Regions from separate parts of the Zea mays genome. Here regions 2, 3 and 4 are each linked to region 1. A link is a contact called in public Hi-C data. All regions are on one chromosome and are shown on one strand. Each heading gives the region's core, a stretch centred on a gene start, on an enhancer-like site or on the middle of the called end of the contact. The rest is flanking DNA. Distances are from core to core; before and after follow the strand shown.

Region 1 (3,242 bases), core at 456-2,955:
CCTAGTTGCATGTTACATAAAGGTCGGGTCATTCCGAAGCTCAAGCTCAGAGGACTCATGACCATGGTCACCAGCCTTCATATAAAACCATTCATTTTTTCAGCCGGTTGGCCACTTTGTGCAGTAGCTGAGGACTGGTGCCTTCGTATCCTTACGATACGCAAAATTGTAACAACCAAAATTTTCTTGAAGACCATCTGCCCTAGCCTTCATCTAATAGTGCAACTCATGCACGCGACAAAAAGCTTCGGCATCCGTGCTCATCCCTTGGCTTCGAAGGGTCCAGATAAAGACGTTGAGCCTAACAATAGCGTTAGGAGTCAGCTGATGAAGATAAATTTCGAAGTTTTTAAGGACTTCCCATATCATCTCATTCAAGGGAAATCGCAGCCCCGCTCTGAAGAAGCTCTTGAAAACCACAACTTCATCCTTCTTCGACACTGGGGTAGTCTCTTCTCCAGCAAATCGAACAAGTTTGCTTTCAGCTTCTCCAAAATAGCCTAGTTTCATCAACATGGGCATGTCGTCTTCGACACTAGGCTTCGTTGGGATCAGAATACTGTAGTCTTCTTCGCTCTCAGCATCTTCACCCTCAATCACAGTCTGCTCAGCTTCGACATTAGAAGTACCTTCGTCAGCTACAACAAGACCTGATCGTTTCATTACTTCTGAAATTGGTGCTGTCGCAGTGGCCTCGGTTTCTTCTCCCTCACGAGACACCCTTGCAGTTGATCGCACTCTAGCCATTTTGATGGATTTTTACAGTTTGATGAAGCTAACCCGTTTGACGAAGTTAACCTTAAATGATGAAGTGTTCGCTTGTGAGCGCAATGCAGAAAGTGTAACACCCCTGGTGTTTATATTCCGCTCGACAACGAGTATGGATTTAAGCGCGTAATGTCAGTGGATAAAACAGATGCTAAATTTTAATCATCTTCGCCTATCGTTATTTTAATATCGCATCTGTTTCGTCTGTCGCGAGTTCGGCATAATTTTTTATCTATCCAGGCTCTTCCTAAATTTTCGTAATATTTGGAACATAGTTGTCCCGAATATCGGTGCGTCCGATGATTATTTAAAATTCATTGCCCGCGCGAATACGAATTTGGAGTCTAGATCCACTCTTGAGATTTTTGTCCCTGACAAATGAATTTGAACTCGACGACAAAAGTGTTAATGCAAAATCAAATCGGACTACACCCGGAACCCAAGAAAAACCAGGCGTAGAATTATAAACTGAGCCGTTTCCTAGTTGAATCCGATATCGTTTAGCTTGATCCGTTAACATCAGACTAAAACTCGAACCTTGGTAATTTAATCTATTCTTTACCAGATAAATTTTTGTCTGACTTCTAAGTAAACCAAAGCTGACTACAATATCGAAGCTAAAATCAGATCAATTCGGGTTGTCGTTTCTTGCCCGGATTTAAAACTTCAGATATAAATAATGGATAAAAATTCATCTAATTCCAAAATATTCGCCAAATCAAAACCATGTCACAATTACTATCTATCCCGTATACACGCTAAGAAAATTGGGATCCAAAATATCTGTGATTTTTCGGTAAAAAAAGAAAAATCTTCTCTGTTCATGTCCCTACCGCCGCCTCCCAACAGATTTTTTTTAGCCGCCATCCTAATCCTTCGTGCGCGCGGGGGAGCCTTATCCGGTCGCTGCCGTTTTCACGCAGCTTCCTTCCACACCCTCGTTTTCTCCCGCTCTAGCTCTCTGCTCACAGCCGCAAGCTCCATCTTCCTCCCTGCTGCAGCTCCCGAGCGCCCTGCCCTTTGCTCCAGCTTGCCGCGTGCTCTAGCGTCTGTGCCGTGGAGCCCCTGGCGCGGGTTCTTCTGCGCCCGGCCATCCTCTCTCTCCATCACCATGGAGCTTCTTTTCTCCAGCCGCGCCCTGCTCGGTTCCATGGCCAACGTTCCCCAAGCTCCTCCCTCCAGTCCAGCCGCGGTGCTCCCTGCGCGCCTGCTCCCGCGCGCGTTCCTCTGCTCGTCGCGCCCAGCGAGTCTCCATGGTCAAGCACGCGCGGATCTCCTCTGAGCTCGCCCCCGGCCTCTACTCCTTCCAGCCGGTCGAGTCTCGACTGCGCTCGGCCTCCAGCTCTGTTGTCGCGCAGCTCGTCGGCGTTGCCCCTGTTTCCATGGCTGACCGGGCGGCTCCTCTGCGTCGTCGTTCTCTGGGCCCGGGCATGGGGCTTCCTCGCCGTCGCGCGCGCTCCTTCCTTTGCTCTGCTCGGCCATGGACGCCATGCTGCAGCTCCCTGCTCGTGCCCAACTCCCTGCGTACGCCTGCGCCCGAGCTGAACTTCCTCGCCGCGCCCTGCGCTCTGCTCACCTCGGCTCCTAGTTCGGCGCGTGATTTTGGAGCTCTGCGCGAATGGCGTGCGATTTGGTGCTCTGCGGCAAGCGCTTCGTGTGGGTGGTGTGGTTCCCAAACCGCGTGATGCACTGGCTCGATGCCCAGACCCCGGCCTCCATCGTGCTCGTCTGCCTCGGCAGCAAGTACTTCATGTCGGAGCAGCGGCAGCAACACCCTCCTTTGCGTCGTGCTCACTAGATCGGGCCTCGCGCGTCGATCTGTGCAATTCCTGTTCAATTCATGTTCGGCTATCGGTTTCACTGGTTGTCGATTTCCTATTCGCCATGGTCAGCCTAGCTCGCCAACCGTCGCGCCCTCTTTACCCGTTGAGTTGTGTGTTGCCGCGTTCACCTTATTGTGTCATTATGGACTTGTCGGCGTACTGCGCTCGCCTCAACTCGAACGAGTCGAATTGTCATCATCTTTGTCAAATGGAAATTGTCGCGTTGGCACGTTGATATCGTCGATCGCAATTCTCATCTACGCCAAGTCCCAAGCCGTGAAGACGCTCTTGTGCTGGCCACGCGTCACCAGCTCAACAAAAGGAATCCTATGGATATCTGGTCAAGAATAGAAATTGTGTGCATCGCTCGCCACACGTGTGTGATCAAAGACGTCAACCAGAAACTGTCATCGTGCTTCCGACTATCCCGTCGAATTAGTCAGGGTAAGCAAATTTGTTATTCGTGCTAGTGGATTGATGAATGGTTGGACTAGGTATATTAATCGTGATACTTCTGTGGTGAGTCGGATTGCTAATTCGGTTATTAGTTCGATGAAGGGAACTATAGGTATACTATTTATCAGGATGCCCAAGTCATCTACAGTGATTTGGTCGATGTCGTGTGGAGAAAGAGGTTGCAATAGGTCCCAA
Region 2 (3,497 bases), core at 446-2,945, 170 kb after region 1:
AGCGCATTGATCAGCTTGAGCCGCGGCGACGCGCTGCGGAGCGGAGACATGGACCGCGCGCGGCGGTGCACGGACGCGCTTCGGGGCGTGAGGTCGTGGCCGCGCGTCGGCGCGCGGTCGCAGTCCTCGTCGTCATCGCTCCCGGGGTCGAGATCCGGGAGCGGGGGCAGGGTGAGCGGCCGGATCTGGCCGTTGTGGAAGAGCTCGTCGGCGGAGATCATGGGCCCACCAGGCCTGCCGAACTCGAACTCCGCGTCGCCCACGCACCCACGCCCACCGGTGCTGGGAGTCGCGGAGGCCGAGCACGAGGTCGAGAGGAGGTGGTGGATGGGGCTGGCCGGCGCGCTGAAGAAGTAGCCTCCGCCTCCGCTTCCGCCGCCGATGGCGTGGGGACGTCCGGGGCTGGACGGCGCGCTGGCGAACGGGGTGGAGCAGGAGCTGTCGATGTCATCGTCCATAGCCTGCGGGCGGCTGCGGCTGTGCTTCTTCCTAGAGGACGCCATGCTTCCTCCGCTCCTCCCCATCTCCCCCACCCACCATGCTCCCTGACCGCCATGGTGGGTCCCCGGCGAGGCGAGGCAACCCGAGCGAACCCCGGATCCGAATATGCGGGGACGACAGGGGTGGGGGAAGGGGCACCGAGGACCTGCGCGGAGGAGGGCAAGGATGGCGAGGTGTGTGGGCGGGCGTGGGGCGAGGATGGCGTGGATGGTAGAGGAGCGGGGGCATGGTGTTGCCTTGTGGATGGTGGCGGCGAGCAGGCGGGGCGAGGATTGTGGGATCTGCTGGGGAGGCAATCCCTGGAACCATGCCCTTCCATCGATGGAGTGTTGGGCGAGGGCGAGAATGGCAGGGCGGAGTGTTGGGCGAGGGCGAGAATGGCAGGGCGGCTGCGGAGGCTTCCCTGAATTGTGTCCTTCCATCAATAGAGAGCGAGGGAGGCAGGCAACGCGCGGCCAACATGCGAGAGTGGTTTACTGAGGCTGGGCGAGGACCGCGAGATCAACGGAGCGCGGGCGAGAGGGTGTCGGAGGCAGACCCGTGCACCACGGGTTGTGAACGTCTACACTACACTCTTATAGAGTAGTATATATATATATATATATATATATATATATATATATATATATATATATATATATATATATATATATATATATATATATATATATATTAGAGATGTGATATTCGTTTCTGTATCATGAGTCATTATATGTGTGAGACTTAATCACAACACACATTTGATTCGGGACCAGATTTGCCCTTAAATCGAGGTGTGACATTATTATCATGCTTGATAAATTCATATTAAACTGCACTAACTATTAATCGCATGCGACAAAGGTTTGAATGGGTGACATAAATAGTTAATCACTTCCTATGATGGACCAGTATATTATGATATTGTTTAATTAATGACCTAAATTTTCCACCATCGCCATTCAAAAATCAGCCTCCCGTGTTGTTTTCGTTGATGCGCGGGCAACGCCGAGTCAAGGTTCCTACCGAGCACTCCTGAGTCCACTTCCACTCCCCGCAACGGCCAGTCACAAACGCTGACACGCTCCACCTCCACGCACTCAGCTCTTCCACGTGTCAGCCGCAGGCCGAACCAGGCGCCTTCCAGGAAGCTTCCTCGGATCGTCTGCACACCCACGATTTAAAGCAGATCGACCCCGTGCAGGCGCACCCACCAAAACCAAGCAGCACATCCAACCAAGTCATCCATCAGCTCTGCTCACGACTCACAAGCAAGAGCTCAGCTCAATTGGAGCTCGGTCTCTCGATTCCCAGGAGGAACGGAACCAAATTAAGCTCCGTTGGTTGCCTGCCAGTAGCGAGTAGTCCGGACACGGGATGGGCAACCTCGTCTCGCAGTGCGTCGCGAACGGTGCCGGCGCGCGGCCTCTAGTCGTCGAGCCGGACGGCAGCCGGACGTTGGTGGACAAGAACACCGGGGTCGCAGAGCTGATGATCGACGCGCCGGGGCACGTGGTGGCTCGCGCCACGGACGTGGCGAGAGAGCGGCGGGTGCGGGCGATGGCGGCCGACGAGCTCCTGCGAGCTGGCGTGGTGTACCTCCTCGTGCCGGCCGGCCGGGCCGGTGCGCGGCTGGGAGACCGTGAAGTCGAGGCCATCGCGCGGTTGGTCTGCGGGAAGAAGAATTCGACCAAGAGCAGTCCTGGAGGCGGCAAGAGGGTCTTTCCCGACGTCAACGGCGAGGGCAACCACGATCATGGATTTGGGCCCAGGCAATGGCAACCCGCCCTACAGACTATCTATGAGGCCTAGGTTTTCCTTAAGAAGGGAAATATAGTTTTTTTTCTTAGAGAGAGAATAGGAACCCCATTCATTCATTCATACATGCATATTCTTTTTTCTTGTTCTTCCTTCCGGTGACGATGGAAGGGCAAGTTGTGCATACACCCTGTAAAGGCATAACCCTCTTTGGTGCAGTCATTTATAAGAAATCAGAAGAGTAAAATGTATAGATGGTCTCTGAATTTGTCAAGAGATGTCATTTAGATCCATAAACTTTGAAAATAAATTTCTAACTTCTTAAATTTGTTAAACGATTTACCACATATCTCTAAACTTGTAAAATGATGCATCATGTCAATTTCTATATTATACCGACAACTATAGCGTATCACTTAATAAGTTCAACTACCTAGAAATACATTTTCAAAATTTGGAGATTCGGAAATACATTTTCAAAGTTTGGAGATCCGGTGGCATCACCTGACAAATTTAGGCTTGCTCACGCATTTAACTAAATTAAGAAATGTCAATGTTAGTGGTTGATGGAAGTGGAAATTACTTTCCTCGTGCGTGTTGAATTCGTCTGGACGGACGACTAAAGAAAAAAGTAAGATAATCCATCTCTTTCAACGACCTTCAAGATGGAGTAATATATATATATGCCTTACAATGAAACCCCAGTGCAGTCATAATTGCGACTACAGGCTAACAACGACCAACAAACTATCTATGAGGCCTAGGTTTTTGTTAAGGGTTTATTGGTTTTGCTCTTAATCCATATAGATTGGATGGTATTAAGTGGGTTTTAATATCGATTATTTCTATCACACGTGGGTTGGATGAAATTGAAAAAAAATATAATTATTTCTATAAGACCCAAGAAGTAAAAAATATAGTTATTTTTCTTAGAGAGAATAGGAATCCCCATTCATTGATTTATGTATATTCTTTTTTTTCTTGTTCTTCCTTCCGGTGACGATGGAAGGGCAAGTCGTGCATACACCTTGTAAAGACATAACCCTCCTTGGTGCAGTCATTTATAAGAAACCAGAAGAGTAGAATGCATAGATTGTCTCTGAATTTGTCAAGAGATATATGTCATTTAGTGCATGAACTTTGAAAATAAATTTCTAACTTCTTAAAATTGTTAAGCGATTTACCACGCATCTCTAAACTTGTAAAATGATGCATCATGTCAATTTCTTAACCATTATGACAACTATAGTGTGTCACTT
Region 3 (3,416 bases), core at 603-3,102, 190 kb after region 1:
AGACAGAAGATTTATCCTGGTTCAGGCAATAGAAGACCCTACTTATAGCGAGAGGGGTGAGACTTATATTATCTTACACCTAAGTGCTCATAGTACGGGATACAAACTGGTCGAGAGAGAGGGAGTGGATCCTAAGTCTCTGTGGGTGATTGAGGCTAGTGCCAATATCGAAGGTAGAGGGCAAATGATGAAGTGTTGTCCTCTGTCCCCTGGGGACCCTAGACTCCTCCTTTTATAGCCGCAAGGAGGGAGCCTAGAAGTACAAGGGTTGTCGTAATGTTGAGAGGAGGCGAGCCCGAGCTCCTGTAGTAGTATGGCCGTCGGGATGGCCCTTGTCCTGGCTATTGCCTTTAATCAGGAGGAGGAAGTCTGATTCCTATATCCCGTATTTTGACCAAGCAGAGAGCCGAGGCTAGGGTCGGGGCTCGGATGCGTGCTCGAGCCCATCCTGTGGGCAAGATGTCTGAGTCATACTGGTTGAAATAACGACTAGTATGACGAAAAGTGCCTGGTAATCCGGCTCGTGTGTCATGTGAAATGGTTTAAAGCATACTTGACACCATCCTTATGGTTTCTGTAGCCAGCGGTTTTTGCGGGAGGATTGACGGCGTCGTATGTTCTTCTGTTGATGCTTGCTGGCCGAGGGCATACTCGGGCGAGATGGAGACTTCTCCTGAGACCGAGGTCGGGTCTGCACATGGGCACGTAGCCATGCTGGGAGTGGTCACAACAATAGTCGGAGTGGCCTCATGTGGGATTCGCGGGGAGTTGGTGGCATTTAATGTGCCACTGCCAGGACAGTTGGCCGAGACTGAGCTTGGGCGAGGCGGAGTTTCCTATCGAGGCCGACTTCGAGCGAGGTTGAGACTGTTTCTAGTCGTCGTATGTCTTATCCGGAGTTTTTGAAAATAGTGACCGGAGCGTGGGAACAATGCGCGGTATTCGCGACGTGCGTCATCGTGGGCGGTGAAAGTAGATTTGGCTGCAGTTTCGTCGTCCTTCGTTGATTGCAGCGTCATTGGCGGAGCAGGTATTTGTATCAGTCACATTTAATGTGCATGCTTTGTGGTCCTGAGATCTTTGGCCGAGGCCGGGCTCGAGGCTTATGATTCTCTGGTACTCAGGTGTGAGGTATGCTTTAGGGACATAATCTGGGTACCCCTAATTATGATATCCGACAACAAGTTTCTCCCCCATAAGAGAATAATTTTCACAATAAGAGGACATCTCTTTGATATCAAGAGGGTTTTGAATCAAAAGACAAGTTTAAATCTCAAAAATATTTTTAAAACTCAAATGGTGGTTGATCTAGTTGCTTTAGCCTCTAATTTTTCTCCCCCTTTGGTATTAAGCACCAAATAGAGAAACTAAGGTCTAACCCCGTTGCCTCACAAAAAAGCAAATCAAAGCAAGTAGCAATGAGAACCCAAGGGAATCTGAAACAAGGAACCTTGATGTCGTTTATGGAGTGGAAGCATCTTCCTTTGTCCAAATTCATATTTTCCCTTCTAATTCACCTTTGAGACTAAACATGATGAACTCAAGCAAATTATTAGTCTCAAAAGGGTCAAGTTGCAGCATATTCTCTCTCTAAAAATGTATATCATTAAGACTTGTGAAGTTTGGGAATGACATTATACAACTTGAACACAAAAATAAGCAAGAATATGAAAATAAAGAAAAAACAACATGATCAAAGTCATGGATCAACGAAACTCTGGTCAGAGGAAGACACGCTGCCACCACTGACAGGCACCTGTTGCCCCACCACCTTGTCAACAGGGGAGCTACCACACCCTGGCACCCACCGAGTGGCAGGGATGAAACCTCCACCGGACGGTAAACACTCATTTCTGTCAAGTCGTGAATGCCGATAATATTCTGAAATTTCAAATATTTTTAAATATATAAATGAAAAAGCTACCCTATTTCATGAGTTCATTGGGCCATCTACGTACTCTAAAGGCCCATAATTGTAATCCTCAGCTTGGCGATTCGTGCAAACCCGTCATCATCTCACGATCGAAATGCGGGAAGGCACCGAGGTCAACAAGGTCATTTAGCATACGCCCGTACATAATCCTGCTCTTCTCGCCAATCACAAAAACCCTAAGCGCCACCGGACAATTCGTTGCTCGCGATCCTCGCTTCGGTAACTCTCCGGCACTCCGCTCGATCTGTTCCTACTAGATGTGTTGTTCGTCTTCACCGTCAATCCACCTCCCCCTTACTCTGAGTCGCCTTTTGTTTGCAGGGATCCGGAAGAGATGGCCAAGTCGAAGAACCACACGGCGCACAACCAGTCGTACAAGGCGCACAAGAACGGCATCAAGAAGCCCAAGCGCCACCGGCAGACCTCCACCAAGGGGGTAAGATGATTTACTTGATGTCCCTCTTCCGTCGTCCCGTTCGGTTGATTGTGCAGATGCGTCAGAGTGGTCATTGGTTGATACCGGAATCATGTAGCTGCCGACTTCATTGGTTGTTCCGGATAGGTGAAATCTATCTTAGGTTGTGAAGTTAGTTCCTGGATGCGAAATTTTTGTATGGTCTGTTCTAGTCGCTGAACTTGGTTCCTACATGCTAATTGTTTTTGCCTGGTTTTCTAGTGCCGTACTAGTAGTGGCTCATGCTCGCGGTACTAGCAAATCCTGTTAGCTAGGATGAAAGATATCTAAGCCATTTGTGAAAGTCTCTTGCGGTAGTGTGGTAATGGGACGTCCTGGTTTTATAAACCTATTGTAACTAGTTATCAAAAGGATTTGGTGCATAGCCTTTTTTTTTATATCCAAGGCCACTTAATTTTCTCTCAAGTCTTGAAGGGTTGTGAGCTTGTCATTACCCTGCTGGAATTTGTTTCTACTTGTGATTTGAAAACACATTTAGTCCCCGTTTGCTGCTGCGGTGTGTATGAATTCTTGCAGCTGTTATTTTTCTTGTCTTTGTACAGATGATATTCATAATGTTTTTGTTCATGTTGGTCCAGTTGATCAGTCTATTATTTTACTAGAGTTACATGGAGTTTACATTGAAGTTGAACTTAATCTTAATATCAAGCGTTCTCCTGCTGAGGTTTAGGCTGTTGCTATGATGAGACGTAATACCTTCTGAGAGCAGATTACTGCTGTATGAACCTGGGAAATATTCTTTCATTATTTCCTCCTGAGCGGTTACCTGAGCAACTGCACAACTTTGATTCCTGTTGCGCTTCATTTAGGATGCTATTTGTATTGAGATGTAGCACAACTGTTACTTTTGCCAATTTTTCATCTCTAACAGCTGCTTGAGATGCACCTTGGTTTTTGCTCTACAACTGACCCTTTGCATTGACCATGTTTGCAGATGGACCCCAAGTTCCTGAGGAACCTGAGGTATTCAAGGAAGGGCAACAAGAAGAGTGGTGAGGCTGAGGAGTA
Region 4 (3,487 bases), core at 976-3,475, 180 kb before region 1:
GGCCGCAGTGAATACTCAGCCAATATCATAACTCAGCCGATTAACACCAAAGCCTGATCGCGCGTGTTTGAGTACCCACTATACAATTTAATCGCTCAGCGTGAGTCTAAAACCTTAACGCAACTCAAATATATAGGATGGGCCGTACGTCAGCAGATTAGACGCAAGAAGCTGTAGAATACTTCTCTCTTCCGATAAACACGACACAGAAACACACGAGACGACATAATATATAGGGTGGGCCCTCTAGCCTCTTTCTCATCTATATTCCATATGAGTAGCTAATATATTCTACACGAGACGATACATTTGTATATGTTCTATATATATATATATGTATATATATATATATATAGACGTGATATCCTTTAGAAATATATTCGGTATTTACCACGTAATCCTTCATTAGTGTTTCTCAACATGTACAACCCAATTGGCGCCACCTCCGTGGATTCCGGCTTCCTACGGTGCTGCACTGCAGCGACTCCCCGCTCGCCGAGCTACTCCGACGACGTGTACGCGGGCCGCCGAGGGGGAAGCTGGTGGTACGCCGTCCGCTTCATTTCATTTCATCAAAGACGGGGAAAAAAACCATAAGAGCCACGACTCACGAGTTCGTAGCAAAGGTTTGTAGAGGATGCAATTTCTTTATTTGCCCTCATCACTCTCTCTCTCCGTATACCTGCAGCTTGGGCTTGAGGGGCTCGGCTGCGGGCACCGTCGTCGGGCTGTTGCTGCTCACGCCTTGCTGCTGCAGACACCCACCAGGGGGGGTGGGGTTAGCTCTGACATGTGAGTATATCGCCCGCGGTTACTCACGCGCGGTCTTTGGGCTGCGACCAGTTGAGTTGACGAGTAATTTGCTACCTTGCCGAGCACCCAATCTGCGGAGTCGAAGTAGGCGCGCTCGTGGTCCTTGTTGATGAGCGCCTTCTTCGGAGAAATGCCTCCGTACTTGCCCTGTAGAGGTGCCTGCAAAACAAGAAAATTATAGATCGACAATCTGAGTTGAGTAGAGTTCGGATCTTAACATGCATCTCCACAGGGCAATAGTTTAACCCCCACCGTGCTAATATATACTACTACGACTACGCCAACGACGCTGTCGACAGCGAGAGGAAAAACCAAAAAAAGGCCAAGTCGTTGTTTCCAGCAATTAACCCTGGAAAATCACACAAACCTCTTGGAAAAACCATTCCGGGCCGATTTCTCAAGTGAAGACGTCGCATGTCAAGTAATAATAATAGGACTGAATCAACACTGCAGACTTTAATAACCTGATGATGCAAACAAGAAAAAAAAAACCGTGTGGCCTTTCGCCCCGTGGGCTTCTACGTGTGGACCAAGGATCTTGGTCGGCAGCGGCTCATTTGAAACATATGAGGCCCAAATATAATAAAAGTCTCAGTGAGTTCCTCGGGGTTGACCTAGCCAAGTCGTCTAAAGTACCCGGACCGGAGGCACGTTTCGCCGCGGAATATTCGGAGCGACGAACGTTCGAATTTCGGTTCCTCCTCCCCGGTCCGACGAACAAAGGAGAGAACCAAACTGGCATTTGGTCTCTCTACGACAAACGAATCGGAAACACGGCCAGTGGTTTTCTTCTTCTCCATATCGTTTTCTATCCCGCTTCTTCTACACATATAGTACAGGCCAGGGGGAAAAACAACCATGAATGCAGCATGGACCGAACGAGCGAGAATAGGAAATTCATATTTTGTAATTTTGAAACAAAACAGAAAAAACATAGAGACCTTCATCTGGACGACCTGCAATGTCTGCCCATGGTAGGAATACCTTCTCTCAGGTAGTATCCACAGCAAGCCAAGGAGCTGACCTCCGAATGGGCGGATAACTACTGATACGCACATATAGTATGTGTTCTTTCGTAGTAGACAATGGAACAGCTAGCGTACGTAGGATCAGGCTATTCGGAGAGATTAAGCACGGAGATGGTGGCAGTTATTACCTCCTCCCTCTGTGTGCCTGCTCTGCTCTCTTGGTTGAAGCTTGCCATCTGCAACAGCGCTCCCCTCTCCCCAGCAAGCAGCAACACGCAACGTATACGACAACCTGCAAGGCAGGATTACACATCGATCGAATCCTTGGTGGCCGGGAATGACGGAAGGTGGAGCATAGATAGAGAGAGGAGGCAATTCTGGAACGTTCCAGTTCCAGATGAGATGAGACCTACCTACCTGTACCAGACAGAAATCTGCAGCTACTGACGGAAGAGACGAAGGCAGTACGATGATATAGCCGGTGGAGAGAGAGAGAGAGAGAGAGAGAGAGAGAGAGAGAGAGGAGAGGACAGGAGACCCGTATCACGTTCGTTGATCCATCAGCATAGTTGATGTCCAGGCGACCGTTTCAGGAAAGGAACTAGGAAGCGGTGCGGCGCGGGCGGGGAGTTTGGTCTCACACACATGGTTGTACTTGTACGTCACGCGGCGTGCGAGATCTTCCTGCTCAGCCTGGCCTTCTCTACCGCGGCGATGGCGACGGCGACGTGCCTCTGGACGCTACCATCCCGCGCGACAAGTGGCTCCGGCCGCAGCCGGGCGCCCTGGCCGCGTGTCCAGGACCAGGATCGTGTGCGCAGCGGGAGGTGGATACATCTCCTCCTCCATCGGTCGTCGCCTCGATCCGTTAATTCATTTTTTTTATTTAGGCAAAGCAAATTTATTTTCTCCACCGAATCCTCAACAAAGAAAGTGAGGCACATCATCCTAACTAAAATCGTTTGATGGCCACTTGAGCACCTAAAGGTAGCCAAACGCGGGCTACTTTATTGCATCGTCGTGGTCAAGGGTCTGTTTGAAACAGTGTTTCCTTAGTTCCTAAATAAAACCATGATAGTTGAGCATACCATGATATTTTAAATCAAAATATGTTTGGGAGCACATCTGAAAACAATATATTTTAAATCATGGAGTACCACGGTATTTTTTGTTAAAAAAAACTTTGGCCTTGCACGTAATTGCATTCATATTTTCTTCTACACCACAACTGAAACATTGTGTCTCCAAACATGTGTTGGATTGAACTGATGTAAAATATACCATTAGTTTATGTCATAGCATACAATGAAATGTGGTATTATAAACTGTGGTTTCGAGAAACTGAGTTCCCAAACATACCCAATGTGTTTGAGTTCAGTGATTATACCACCCATTCGTGACACATGATACGCGTCCCCGTCTATTGCTGCCTTTACCAAGGAAAGGATGCATCCGTCTCCAGCGTAAACCGGGTTATCTCTATCGAGGTTCAATCTCAACTTGATTAAGGAATCAACCCATACTCGTCTATATGCTCCGATCAAGGGCGCAATAATCTTATAGTTGTAGGTCTCTTTCACACCACTTATATAAATAGGGTGAGCATAAGGGTTAGCATGCAAACCAATATTGGTGCTAGCCTCCTCTCTCGTACACTTATAACAAAACCTGGTTCGTCTCTTACATCGCTAGCTAAACGCCACCAC

Evidence for each region. A called contact is a pair of places that touch in the nucleus more often than the background predicts.
Region 2: a contact with region 1 is called in a Hi-C map of leaf, with 4 times the contacts expected there. The contact joins the promoter of LOC100279169 here to the enhancer-like site in region 1.
Region 3: a contact with region 1 is called in a Hi-C map of leaf, with 4 times the contacts expected there. The contact joins the promoter of LOC100282295 here to the enhancer-like site in region 1. A contact is called at or near these places in 2 of 25 Hi-C or Micro-C datasets (both in leaf).
Region 4: a contact with region 1 is called in a Hi-C map of leaf, with 9 times the contacts expected there. The contact joins the promoter of LOC100285304 here to the enhancer-like site in region 1. A contact is called at or near these places in 4 of 25 Hi-C or Micro-C datasets (bundle sheath, ear and leaf).

The regions. Positions count from the first base shown.
Region 1 is chr8:37,295,761-37,299,002 of Zm-B73-REFERENCE-NAM-5.0, forward strand. No RefSeq gene overlaps it. Among protein-coding and RNA genes, the nearest start is that of LOC103635077, 94 kb to the left of the region's middle. Within about 2 kb of position 1,706, at least 11 of the 20 cell types and tissues checked have an H3K27ac peak or open chromatin away from gene starts, as enhancers often do. A contact at or near this core is called in bundle sheath, ear and leaf, where this site is marked.
Region 2 is chr8:37,468,961-37,472,457 of Zm-B73-REFERENCE-NAM-5.0, forward strand. It overlaps LOC100279169 (DUF4228 domain protein), which reads left to right and starts at 1,696. Exons shown (of 1, transcript NM_001152197.1): 1 at 1,696-2,489. The coding sequence starts at 1,858. The coding sequence ends at 2,292.
Region 3 is chr8:37,487,940-37,491,355 of Zm-B73-REFERENCE-NAM-5.0, forward strand. LOC100282295 reads left to right here and starts at 1,853. Exons shown (of 3, transcript NM_001368947.1): 1 at 1,853-2,152; 2 at 2,255-2,369; 3 at 3,343-3,416. The coding sequence starts at 1,912. The coding sequence ends at 3,361. It overlaps LOC111590055 (small nucleolar RNA snoR128), which reads left to right and starts at 3,083; the gene lies at 3,083-3,182. It also overlaps a transcript of LOC100194015 not described here.
Region 4 is chr8:37,114,419-37,117,905 of Zm-B73-REFERENCE-NAM-5.0, forward strand. LOC100285304 reads right to left here and starts at 2,226. Exons shown (of 5, transcript NM_001367220.1): 1 at 2,199-2,226; 2 at 1,970-2,073; 3 at 868-972; 4 at 683-751; 5 at 232-557. The coding sequence starts at 2,017. The coding sequence ends at 501.